2 separate regions of the Triticum aestivum genome follow, and region 2 is linked to region 1. A link is a contact called in public Hi-C data. All regions are on one chromosome and are shown on one strand. Each heading gives the region's core, a stretch centred on a gene start, on an enhancer-like site or on the middle of the called end of the contact. The rest is flanking DNA. Distances are from core to core; before and after follow the strand shown.

The links. A called contact is a pair of places that touch in the nucleus more often than the background predicts.
Region 2: a Hi-C map of leaf shows a contact between it and region 1, with 2.5 times the contacts expected there. The contact joins two enhancer-like sites. A contact is called at or near these places in 4 of 5 Hi-C or Micro-C datasets (leaf and an unstated tissue).

The regions. Positions count from the first base shown.
Region 1 is chr2A:56,968,034-56,973,997 of IWGSC CS RefSeq v2.1, reverse strand. No RefSeq gene overlaps it. Among protein-coding and RNA genes, the nearest start is that of LOC123184687, 33 kb to the right of the region's middle. Within about 2 kb of position 3,622, at least 3 of the 8 cell types and tissues checked have an H3K27ac peak or open chromatin away from gene starts, as enhancers often do.
Region 2 is chr2A:57,117,227-57,123,190 of IWGSC CS RefSeq v2.1, reverse strand. No RefSeq gene overlaps it. Among protein-coding and RNA genes, the nearest start is that of LOC123184688, 21 kb to the right of the region's middle. Within about 2 kb of position 3,155, at least 1 of the 8 cell types and tissues checked has an H3K27ac peak or open chromatin away from gene starts, as enhancers often do.

The DNA of each region.
Region 1 (5,964 bases), core at 2,373-4,872:
GGCTGTGCATCAACCTAGGCAGTAGGCTTGTTTAGCAACTAAACTAACCCTGAATGCATGGCAATGACATGAGTAAGCATGGCAATGTGGTCATGTGATGGCATGATGAAGAATAAAGCCTGCCTTCTTTCCCCCAGCCTCTTGCCAAAACCTGGTAAAGAATTTGCAGCCATAGCGTACTCTACTAGTAATACTAGTGCTGCATGTGTGCGCGCATAGACGGCGCTGGGCTTTGCTGCATGTGTCCATGTCCTTGGAGCATTTCTCACTCATCCTTTGCATGGAAAGAATGCCAAAGGAGATAGTAAAAGAAAATTCTGCAGCGAGACAGAGAGAGGGGGAGAGGAGAGTGGGCTCTGGCAGATACGGCCCGGGCCAATGGGAACTTGACATGCAACGGTGATGGGACGGCCAAATTCCTTTCCAAATAGACCGGTTGCGGCCCACCAGCACCCTACTGCCACCACATTTCCAGCTTTTTTTATGATGCACAGAGTACGTACCACCACTGCCGTGGACCTTTATATATTCCGACGACCTTTCCTTCTTTCTCGCTGCTGTTTTCAGAATTTCGCCTTTGTGTGTGGCTGCCTCCCGTTCCGAAAAGGGCAAAACCTATGTGGGATTTGATCGAGCGATGGAGCCTGGTTAGTTAATTAGTTGATTAGCTTTGCTTGAGATCACTAGAGGTGCTATTATATGGAGAGTGAGTGAGCATGATAGGTGAGTGAAGGACTCAAGTTCCCACGTTTGTACTCGTTTTGATTCCTCTGCTAACATGCTAACAACATCTGCAGTCGGACTGAACAAATCCGGTCCTGATACATGTTCGCGGACAAAGCCCATCCATCCCTCATATGTTGCGTCTCACATCCACATACCTCAAATGTCGATCATCAAATCTATGCATGCCGATTATACGATACAAACTATCCGAATTCAACAGTTTGAAACAAAAGCAAAACAAATCATAATTCAACATGGTTCGAGTCCATGCTTGCGTCCTGCTCCGCCTGCATCCTGGCCGCATGATCCGTTGTTGCTGCCGCAGCCGCCCTTACCGCCTCGTACTCCCTACGGCCGTTGATCTCCTTCTTCTTATCCGACAGTCACTTCTTTGCATGCTTATCCAAGAGGGTTTCGTCCGCCAACATGATCTTCGCATCCTCCGCGTCCTGTGCGAGTTGCAACCTCTCCTTCTCAAGCTCAATCTCTCCAAATGTCTTGGCCTTCTCGTGTTCCCATTTGATCACCGTCTCTTGCTTCTCCAACTCAATCTTCCCCCTCTCCATGTTCAGCTTCTTCTCTGCCCTCTTTCGGTCCCACTCCATCCTCTTTTTTTGCGCATCCAACATGAGTTTGTACCTCTCATCTTTCTTGTTCTTCCTTGCCGAAAAAATGCCCGTGCATGTGGACGACATTTTTGTAGCAGTGGCGCCATGAGAGGCCCGTGCCTTCTCCCACTTGTTTCCCATGACTTGTCGGTTATCCTTTGGCACGGTAGCTCTTCCATTCTCGATGACAACATCGTTGTCTTCATCGTCCAACCCAATTGATTGGTGGGAGCTTGAGCCATCATTTCTCTTTTTCCCGGCTTTGAGATCGATGGCTGCCACCGTCGTCTAGCAAACAATATATGTATGAGCACGAGAATGAAAACAAAAGAAGTATATGCAAATGATGACAAGATGAAGCAATTGAGCTTACGTGAGTTGCCACTCCCATCCCACTTTGAGGGCATTTAGTAGCTTGTGAGTAGTAGCTGACGTACTTGTTCACTTCCCCCTTGAATGATCCCCATTGATATTGGAGTGATGCCACATTGCGGTTGGTCATGATAGGATGCAGCTCCACATACTACTTTTCTTCGTGATACTTTTTCCAAATCTTCTCCAAATACTTTTTCCCCTTTTGCTCGGTGCCGCATATTGGATCCAGTGTTGTGGCCAACCAAGCTTTGACCAACAAGATGTCCTTAAATCTTGAGAATGACGGACCTCTTGCCTTTGTCGTCTTGTCCTTCTTCTTCTTTTTCTTGGTCGGATTGGGATCGGATGTTGTCCCAGCTTCAAATGTGGCGCCCTCCAATTCATACTCCATCTAGGTCGGATCTTCATTGTCATTGATCATGTTCGACATGAACGCCTTCAGATGATCATGACTTGTAAGCATTCATCAGGTCCGAAATGAATTAGTGGTCTATGCAAAACATTGAACATGACGTATGCAACTTTGATTGGATAGGTGCAAACAGAACGTATCAATTCTTGTTCCGTCATTCCGTTGAATACGCCGAGGGCAGCCCGGGCGCCGCCGGTGTCCGTGCTCATCTGCGCCCACACGAGCTGGGGCGAGTCACATATATCGACCGCCGGCATCTGTGTGGGCACACTCCGGAATGGCCAAGCCGGCCGTCAAATCCTCCTCTGTCTCGACGTGGTCGGATGGCGTAATCCTCGTCGGGGCATTCCGGAGATCGTAACGTACATGTATGTTGCTAATACAAGTTACTCCCCACTATGACTAGTCTAACAAGTGCCAAGAGCAAGAGCGTGGTACGTATTGCTAGTTCTGCTAATTAAAGGGCGCGCCTGAACTGTGCGTATGCCTGTGTTTGCATCAGTGTGGCATTCCGGAGATTCAGGCGCATCAGTGGTCTGAATCTGATTGAATCCTTTTCCGGTTAGCAGGCAATCGAGATCAGATCTTTGGCGCGCCAGGATCAGGGAGACTTTTCTCCGGCCGGCCGGCCTGGGGTCGTGGGGGTGAGATGATGGATCATGGATGGCACGGCGGGTCCATGGACTCCGTACGCTCGCGGTTGGTACGTACTGCGCTGGTGGGAGTTCTTTATCCGCTCTTCCTCTCTCGCCCAGTCTCCGGACTACTACTACTACAGTGCGTAGCACTACTGCAGCTCCGCTCAATGATGGCCATGGCCAGGCCACCCTCGAGTCGAGGCCTCCGAGGCCGGCCGGTGCATGCGGCCGGCTCGCCGTGCACCTGCCTGCATCATTGACGTACATACGTACGTACACGACGGCGAGGCTGCTGTGTAACGAGCCCCGGATTAGGTTAGCGCCACCATGCCGCGCTAGCTGCATCGCCGGTCCGCTCGTACGCCCGGCACGGCGCTGCAGCGTTGCGGCAGCTGCCGCCGCGCCCGCCCGGCGCGTGCGTACGGGCCCTGATGCCGGATACATACAGAGCCATGCATGGCCCACGTACATCGGGGGCGCCGAGTTCCAATCCTTGATCATCTCATCATGGATCTTTTGGGTGACTGGGCGCTCGCTCATCACGCTCCTGAAGAAAGAACCACCAGCTTTTTTTCACTGTCTCACCACCACCTTCAGTACCACCAGTACTCTGCTCCACTTAGATTGGCATCACGGAAGTACGGTGGTAAACTAATTGATAAACCTGACGACAGATTGTCTGCAGGTAGAAAAAACCCCGATGCGCTGCTGTACCGGAATCGTACCGGATCTGTACGGCGTCGCTAGTTTATTATTGCGGTGACCTCCTGCAGAATCTTTCCCTCCTTTACTCCTGTAGCTCAGCGAGTTTTTTTTTTTGAGTAAATGTAGCTCAGCGAGTGGTCAGCGGGCGGCGGGACGTTCTTTGGGTCACCAGAGCCCATTGGGTCGGTTCATATACAGCACAGCAGAGAGTCAGGGCCCAAGTAGTAGCCGGCCGCGCTAGAATTTCAGCGACGGTGGGACATTGTCGGGCACTGCCATAATATTAGTACGTACTGTACCTCGCTTATTGAGCAACGGTGGGCTTGCCAACAGTCTCTGGATCAAAGATATTATCAAGGTCCAGCTAAAAAAAGAGAGGATATATAGCAAGGTCAGTAGGCCACCCTTGTTATGTTCTGCTCTCTCTGGCTGCTGTTAGGAAAATACCTCAAACCATCTTCCAGGCAACAATTACTCCTTGGGGTATTATTTCTCACGAGCCCTCCTATGTAACGCTCAGCGCGCCAAGATGTCACACAAACACACAGTGTGTCATAACTGCTCCAACCCCCATGGCACTCGGCGGCGGTGCTGTAGCGACAGGAGCAAGGCACCAGAGTGTTTTTTTTTCTTTTCTATAGTTTCTACTGGTTTTTTGGTTCAATAGTTTTAAATTTTGGATTTCAAAAGGCATGATTATTTATTTATTTTAGAATACCCTTTAAAAATCGAAACATTTTTTAAATATGTGGAGCTTTTACGATCAATATTTTAAAAATAGAAAGCTTTTATATTTGTGAATTGTTTTGCAAAAATTGTGAACATTAAAAAAATTGAATAAAATCGGAGCAAAAAAAAGGAAACTAAAGAAGCCAACTCAAAAACGGGAGTGGAACCGAACGAATCAGCCGATCGATGAAAAATTGGGAGGGGGGGGGGGGGGGAAACATGAGCTGGCTCATGCGAGCGTCGCCCTATTAGTTTGCTCAACATTTAGTCATGACAATTGACAAATAAGTTTTTTAGGAAACAACCGACACTTTTTTTTGAGAATCTAAAAATGATTGACAAACAGGTATCACCATTTCTCGCTTTTGATGGGGTCCATTAACGGGTACTATTTTGGGTTTTCTCTTTCATAAATCTTGAAACTTCATTTAAAATATACACAATAAAAAAAGTTTAATTATCTCACTAGTTTATGTATAACCAATTTAAAATATAAATAATATTTATACATATAACAAAGTAAGAATTCACGTACTTATAAAAATATCAATGTAATTTTAAAAACATCAACCTTTTAGACATTATTCATATAGTTTTAGAAAGTTTTCTATCATTTTCAAGATACATTCATGTATCTAAAAGAGTGTTCCCATATTTTATAAAAATCATATAGTTTTCAAAAAAAAAGTATACATACATTTTTATAAAAAAATCATGTAATTATTAGAAGTGTTCATGCATTTAAAAAATGTTCAAGTAAAACATTAAAGACTATTTGAAGAATGTTCATGTAATTTTAAGAACTATCTGCGCCTTCTATAAAATATTTACACCGTCTAATAAAATGTTCATGTTATTTCTTAGAAGTGCTTACACATTGGTTTTGGAAATTGTGCAAAAGAAATATATAAATGAAAAACTAGATTGGAAAATTAAAAGAGAAAATAAAAAGAAATGCGAAAACATAATAGAAACATGAAAATAAAGAAAAAGACAAAAAAAGGAGGGAATCGGACCATTCAATTTTGATATCAGCTTGACGGATTTGGAGCGATTCAAGCACCCCTAGCGATGGGATTTTCGGAGCCCGGTCATAATGGCCGAAGCACGAGCGGAGCGAGCTTGTGATCAACAAGCTCTAAATACCTGCGATGTGCAGTTCATATGGTGTTCGTCCTGCCAAACAGCCCAGGAGTACAGGTCAAAGAATGACTAGTCAGCTCATACCTGAACAAGCAGGCATATAATTAACCTGTCAGATGAATAGCATTACGATGCAGAATGAATAATGATAGATTGGCCAAACAGTCATCCCAACAGAGTTCAAAAGGGTTAATTGTGTCTTAATATCCAACATACTACTCATGAACAGAATTGCAAATAGCCTGCTGAGGTCATACTCATGAACAGAAATGTGATACAATTTCTTGCCTTCCACATCCCCTGACAACGGTGACCATATTACCCAACATCTATTCCAACTGGATAGGATCCCCTTCATCACCCATCGTAGGCAGATCTTCGCTGGGATTGATCGCAGGCAGCTTCTTCCGAAAGGATTCGTGCAACACCGACCCTGGTCGCTTTTTGCTGCCCTTTGAATCTGCACACACCAAAGCCCCATGTATTAGTTTGGAAAAGACAAGTCTAAAAACCAAACAATCAACACTCAGCCTGTTAGTGCGATATAGGCTTATAAACAACAAATTTCATTTCTCCATGGTAACACAAATTTCTAGGCAGCAGAAGCCTAAAAAATCACAACGTTTAA
Region 2 (5,964 bases), core at 1,906-4,405, 150 kb before region 1:
TCCTTGAGCTCGGTTGCGTCACATGCACGAATTCATCGGCACCTACAAACTGGTTTTAGAAGTATCTGTGAGTCACGGGGACTCAGCAATCTCACACCCGCGAGATCAAGACTATTTAAGCTTATGGGTAGGAAAGGAGTAATGAGGTGGAGCTGCAGCAAGCACTAGCATATATGGTGGCTAACTTACGCAAATGAGAGCGAGAAGAGAAGGCAAAGCACGGTCGAGAATCTATGATCAAGAAGTGATCCTAGAACAACCTACGTTCAAACATAACTCCAACACCGTGTTCACTTCCCGAACCCCGCCGAGAAGAGACCATCACGGCTACACACGCGGTTGATGCATTTTAATTACGTTAAGTGTCAAGTTATCTACAACCGGACATTAACAAACTCCCATCTGCCCATAACCGCGAGCACGGCTTTCGAAAGTTCAAATCCCTGCAGAGGTGTCCCAACTTAGCCCATCACAAGCTCTCACGGTCAACGAAGAATATTCCTTCTCCCAGGAAGACCCGATCAGACTCGGAATCCCGGTTACAAGACATTTCGACAATGGTAAAACAAGACCAGCAAAGCCACCCAGATGTGCCAACAAATCCTGATAGGAGCTGCATATATCTCGTTCTCAGGGCACACCGAATGAGCAAGACGTCGGGTAGGCCAGCCCAGAGTTGCCCCTGGTAGCCCCGGACATCGCTCGGTTGGACCAACACTTAGAGAAGTACTGGCCCGGGGGTTTAATAAAGATGAACCTTGAGCCGGCCGACCCAAGGGAAAGAAAAGGCTAGGTGGCAAATGGTAAAACCAATGTTGGGCCTTGCTGGAGGAGTTTTATTCAAGGCGAACTGTCAAGGGGTTCCCATTATAACCCAACCGTGTAAGGAACGCAAAATCAAGGAACATAACACCGGTATGACGAAAACTAGGGCGGCAAGAGTGGAACAAAACACCAGGCATAAGGCCGAGCCTTCCACCCTTTACCAAGTATATAGATGCATTAATTAAATAAGAGATATTGTGATATCCCAACAAATATCCATGTTCCAACATGGAACAAACTCCAATCTTCACCTGCAACTAACAACGCTACAAAAGAGGTTGAGCAAAGCGGTAACATAGCCAAACAATGATTTGCTAGGATAAGGTGGGTTAGAGGTTTGACATGGCAATATGGGAGGCATGATAAGCAAGTGGTAGGTATCGTAGCATAGGCATAGCAAAAGAGCGAGCAACTAGCAAGCAAAGATAGAAGTGACTTCGAGGGTATGGTCATCTTGCATGAGATCCCGTAAGGAAGAAGAACGAGTCCATGAGGAAGACAAACGGACGTAGCCAACGTATCCTCACAAACGCGACGTTATCGGAACTAATCCGAAGAAGCAACACCGGAAAGAAGCAAACAACATAGTAAACAATTATCACATAAACATGGCATGATGCACAATCAAGTATGATGCATGTCCGGTTTAATGAAGCATGGCATGGCAAAATGCACAAACAATTCTACAAATTAAGTAGAGCTCAACATGCAACTCCGTTGCATATTGACGAAACACCACATTCAAGTTATTTAGTTCAATCTCGGTTATGTACCCAACAATATTAAATGTAGTTAAACATGTCAAGAGGTGAAACATAAAGGAATTATCTATCTAAACAATTTAAATGGGGCCGGATATAGCAAACAACAAATCTGGTAAATCCCCATATGCATTTAGCAAATTAATACAAACAACAATTTAAACATTTTAATTGTTGTTATCATGATGCGGATGACATGTGCAAGTTTATGCAATTTTTATTAAAATTTGTCAAGAGCATTATGAAGCACTTGTCAAAGTGGCGGAAACGAAAGGGGTGCCACGATAACGAATCCGAAAATGATGTCACGGCAACATCTCGGTTCCGGTAGCTCATGGAGATACCGGTGCAAAAGGAAAAGTGACGGAAGTGTGTCATGCAAGGACGGTGGGATGATCCCGGATACCGGGTTCCCACATGCCGACGGCAAGGCAACGAGGAACTCGCAAAGAACAACTCGGACGTGGTGCAACCACGAGCATCTCATACATCACACCACATTCATTCACGGGCGTCGTCTCGGTGGTTATACCTTCGAAGCGTGCGTTTTCAAGGCGGAACGAGTTTGACGGGATGTAGTTGTTCTCGCGACAGTAGTCGTTCACGTTCATTGTGGAAGTAGTCGTTCACATTCTTAGTGGAAGTAGTCGTGCATGGTTCTTCGACAACGGTCGTCGTACGCGCTCCGAGTTCGTCGGTGGAGGTTCTCACTTGCTCCAGGTTCGTAGGTAGAGGTTCTCGCGATCTCGGCAACGGTAGTAGTACCCGTTTCCGTAGACGTTCGGGGTCGTGGGTAGTTGAGCACAAACGATGTTGGACTTGACGGATTCGAGGCCTCCGGGCGTAGTGGTGCATGTTCGTTTATGGAGAGGTACTTGGCGTTTTTCGTCTCACAATGTAGTCGAACTTGGAGCTTCGTGGAACTTGGCGGCTCATCACGTAGATGTACACGAGGTCATACCTGGGTTTCCTGGAACTTGGCGGGCACGAGGTGCAGGAGAGGAAGGTGGGAGGCGACGCTGGACGGCAGAGACGACACGAACTCCTGCTCCTGCGGGACTTCGGCCAGCGGTGAAACTGCTCCGCCTAGTCACGAGGAGGGGAAGCAGCGCAGGCAGCATGGAGCTACGACGGAGTGGTAGCCGGCAACGGCTCCGGTGGCCGACGTGGTTGAGGACGGAGGCAAACGGGCGAGGTTCGCGAGCAGAGGATGCGGGGGATCGAGCGCAGGGAGCTTGAGGCGTTGTAGGCGAGGACGCGGGTCGAGCCGACTTAGGCGCGTGCTCCAGCGAAGGTTGGCCGGCGACGCGTCTGAGGCGAGGGAGGAGCACGTTGGAGCGGGGAGCTCCTCCTGGTCGCGGTGGTCTCCACGACCGGCGGCCTGAAGCGGCGATTCGCGAGGAAGGCGGGCGACGGAGCAAGGTGGTGGCGGGGGCTCTGGCTGGCGTCGGGGACGAGGTTGCAGGAGAGGAAGCAGTCCAGCGGTGGTGGTGGAGGAAGACCAGGCGAGGTCCAGCGACCGGGCGACAGGGCGCGGTGGCGATGGTGGGGATCGGCGAGAGGCTCTCGCTCCTCTCTGGCGCACGAGCAGGGGAAGGAGACGTGGGAGTGAGGGAGATCGAGGAGATGGGGTCGGGCGTGGGGCTTCTGCCTGGCGCGTGAGGAAGAGAACGAGAGGAGGGAGAGATGGATCGAGCCACGGCTCTCCTGGCGGCACAGCGAGGGGAAACGGGAGAGATCGAACGAGGGGAGAGGGAGCGAGGGTTAGGGTTGGAGCCGGTGCGGGCTGGGACTTAGAGAGGGATTAGGAGGGAGGGTTCGGCTGGGCCTGCAGATGGGCCGGCCAGTTGCCGCTTCGGATCAAAAAGACCAACCTTTTGCTATTTCTCATATACAGAAAAGTAGACAGGACGAAAAAGGAAGGAAAGAAATAGCTAGGGTTTTTAGAAAATGTTGAAACTTCTCCTGCTGAGTCTAAGAATTATACTTAGTCCAAGAAAAGAAGTTCCACGCGAAATAGAAGAGTTTAAATCAAACTCATTTAAATTTAATTCAAAAGATTTGAACTAGGACGAGGTTTTAGGAGTATCCAAAAATGTTCGGATTTTTGGAGGAACCTCGGAATATGATGAAAGAATAAGTAGCAAAGTTAGAGGCCAAGAGTTGTGATAACAAAGGCATTGAGATTTATTTTGCAAGTGTGCTCCGGTGAATTCCAACAAATAGAATATTTAATATAGCTCCCTAATATCGGGAGGATATATTATAAAGAGAATCACCATGTGAATTCCCTTGGTTTAAATGGGCCGAAGATCCATGCAATTTATTTAGTTGAGTTGCAAAAGATTTATGAGATGATGGCATGATGACATGATGTAATGCACATGATGCAACGAACCAAACAAAACAAACGACGAAACCCGAAAACCCTGGAAGGCATCTGAAGCTCCGGTCTTGGGGCGTCACAGCGACGGCTCGTGGAGACACTCCAGGTCTGCCACGCATCACGAGGATTATGGCGCTGGTGGCCATCTCCTTCGTCGGAGGTGATCGGCATGAGGCTGGGTGGTCGGATCTCGAGATCCGTCGTCTAGTCTCGCTTGCGAGTCGGGGAGACATAGTCGCCGGTGAAAGCCAAGCCAATGGCGGCGTCCTGTGTCGTTACCTTGATGAAGGCATCATCGTCTAACTACTGTCGACCCACTCGTACTGCTCTGTGGGAAACCCTAGGATCTGGTATTCGACGATGGCGGTATTGTGGTGTCGTTTCTCGGAGCATCGTTTGTGGAGCAGGGCTAGAAGATAGAAGCAGGAGGTGGAGCGGCTTTATCTTGCACAGAACTTCGGTGAAGATGTCAAGTCATGCTTGGACGACATGTGCTGCGTTATGTCATGCCTGGTCGGCAGGTGCTACGCACGACAGATTTTCCAGAGTCCTCGAGTCTGGATGGACGAGCGCAGGGCGATGGTGCCGTTGGGCACCGTGGTGGTGTCGACAAATGGACGAACTGGCAAGGATGATGCGGATCTCTCTCCTGAAGATGGGTCAGCGGTTCGATGTTAGTGACGGCTTTTAAAACATGTGCATGTAGTGTATGTTTTAGGTCTGCTGCACCAGCTGTTGGTTCTGATATGTTATGTGGATGGATCAACGACGACACCGGTTTTAGATATAGGAAGTGAGAGCACTCCACATTATCAAGTTTGTAGGTGTGAATAATGGCTTCTGATGGTTTGATGTAGGTTTTTCTTAGATCTTTGTTGAATAATTAATAAAGATGATTATATGCATCAATTGATGCAGAGGCCAGTAGTTTAAACCTACTTTTTTTTAAGAAAATACAGTTAACCAACAGATAGGAATTTCCCTGATGAACTGCTGCTGCAACAACACCCAAAGAGACAGAATCCTAACGCCCTACTAGAGTTTTGTCTACTCCTTCCTCCGTTCCATATTAGTTATCGCTTAAATGGATGTATCTAGCACTGAAATATGTTTAGATACATCTATTTTAGAGACAGCTAATATGGAATGAAGCAAGTGCGCGCGTACTATGAACAAGCGGTGCGGGTGTGTCTCCCGCCGTCGATGGATCAACCGATCAGAAGGACGCCGAGTTGATCCGACATGTAGAGCACCGCATGTCGCCGGAGCTGCTGCTGCCTCTCCCCCGCCTCCCGCTGCGGCAGGAACTGCATCACAGGCTCCAGCTTCTGCAACAGCAAACACAACCATGAAACAGAGAAGAAACTTAGCTCTGATGAAGAGACTTGATCATCAGTGTTCAGATTCTGTTGTGGTGCTCGGCAGATAGCGTATTTGCGATATGCGAACAGATAGTTGATTCTTCGACAGAAAATCGGTCATCTTAACCAAGTGCCACCAGTGGCAACCAACAACTAACGCAAGAATTTAATCTGGGAATGGACATACAACTTATCCCAATTTCGGAGGCTATTATTAATAGTATCTCCAACGCCGACCCCCAAACCGCTAGTATCCAACCAACAATTAACGCAAGAACATTTTGTTTTAAATCTGGGGATGTTTGGATTTTTTTCAAATTGAGTTATAAAAAAAATCAAAATTTCAAAAGTTGTTCGCTTTTTTCAAACAATGTTCCAACTCTAAGAAATTTGGTCAGATTTCTTAAATTTTGTTCGGACATTTCATAAAATGATTCTGATTTCAAATCTGTTAAAAAATAAAAAAAAAATTTGTCTTCTAAAGAAAGTTTGCATATTTGAAAAAATGTTCGTGTTTCCAAATTAAAGTCTGAATTTCAAAAAAGGTCCTTGTTTCCAATTAATATTTACGGATCCAACAATGTTCATGCTTTCAAATTTTGATTGAAGTTTCAAAACATCATTCCAATTG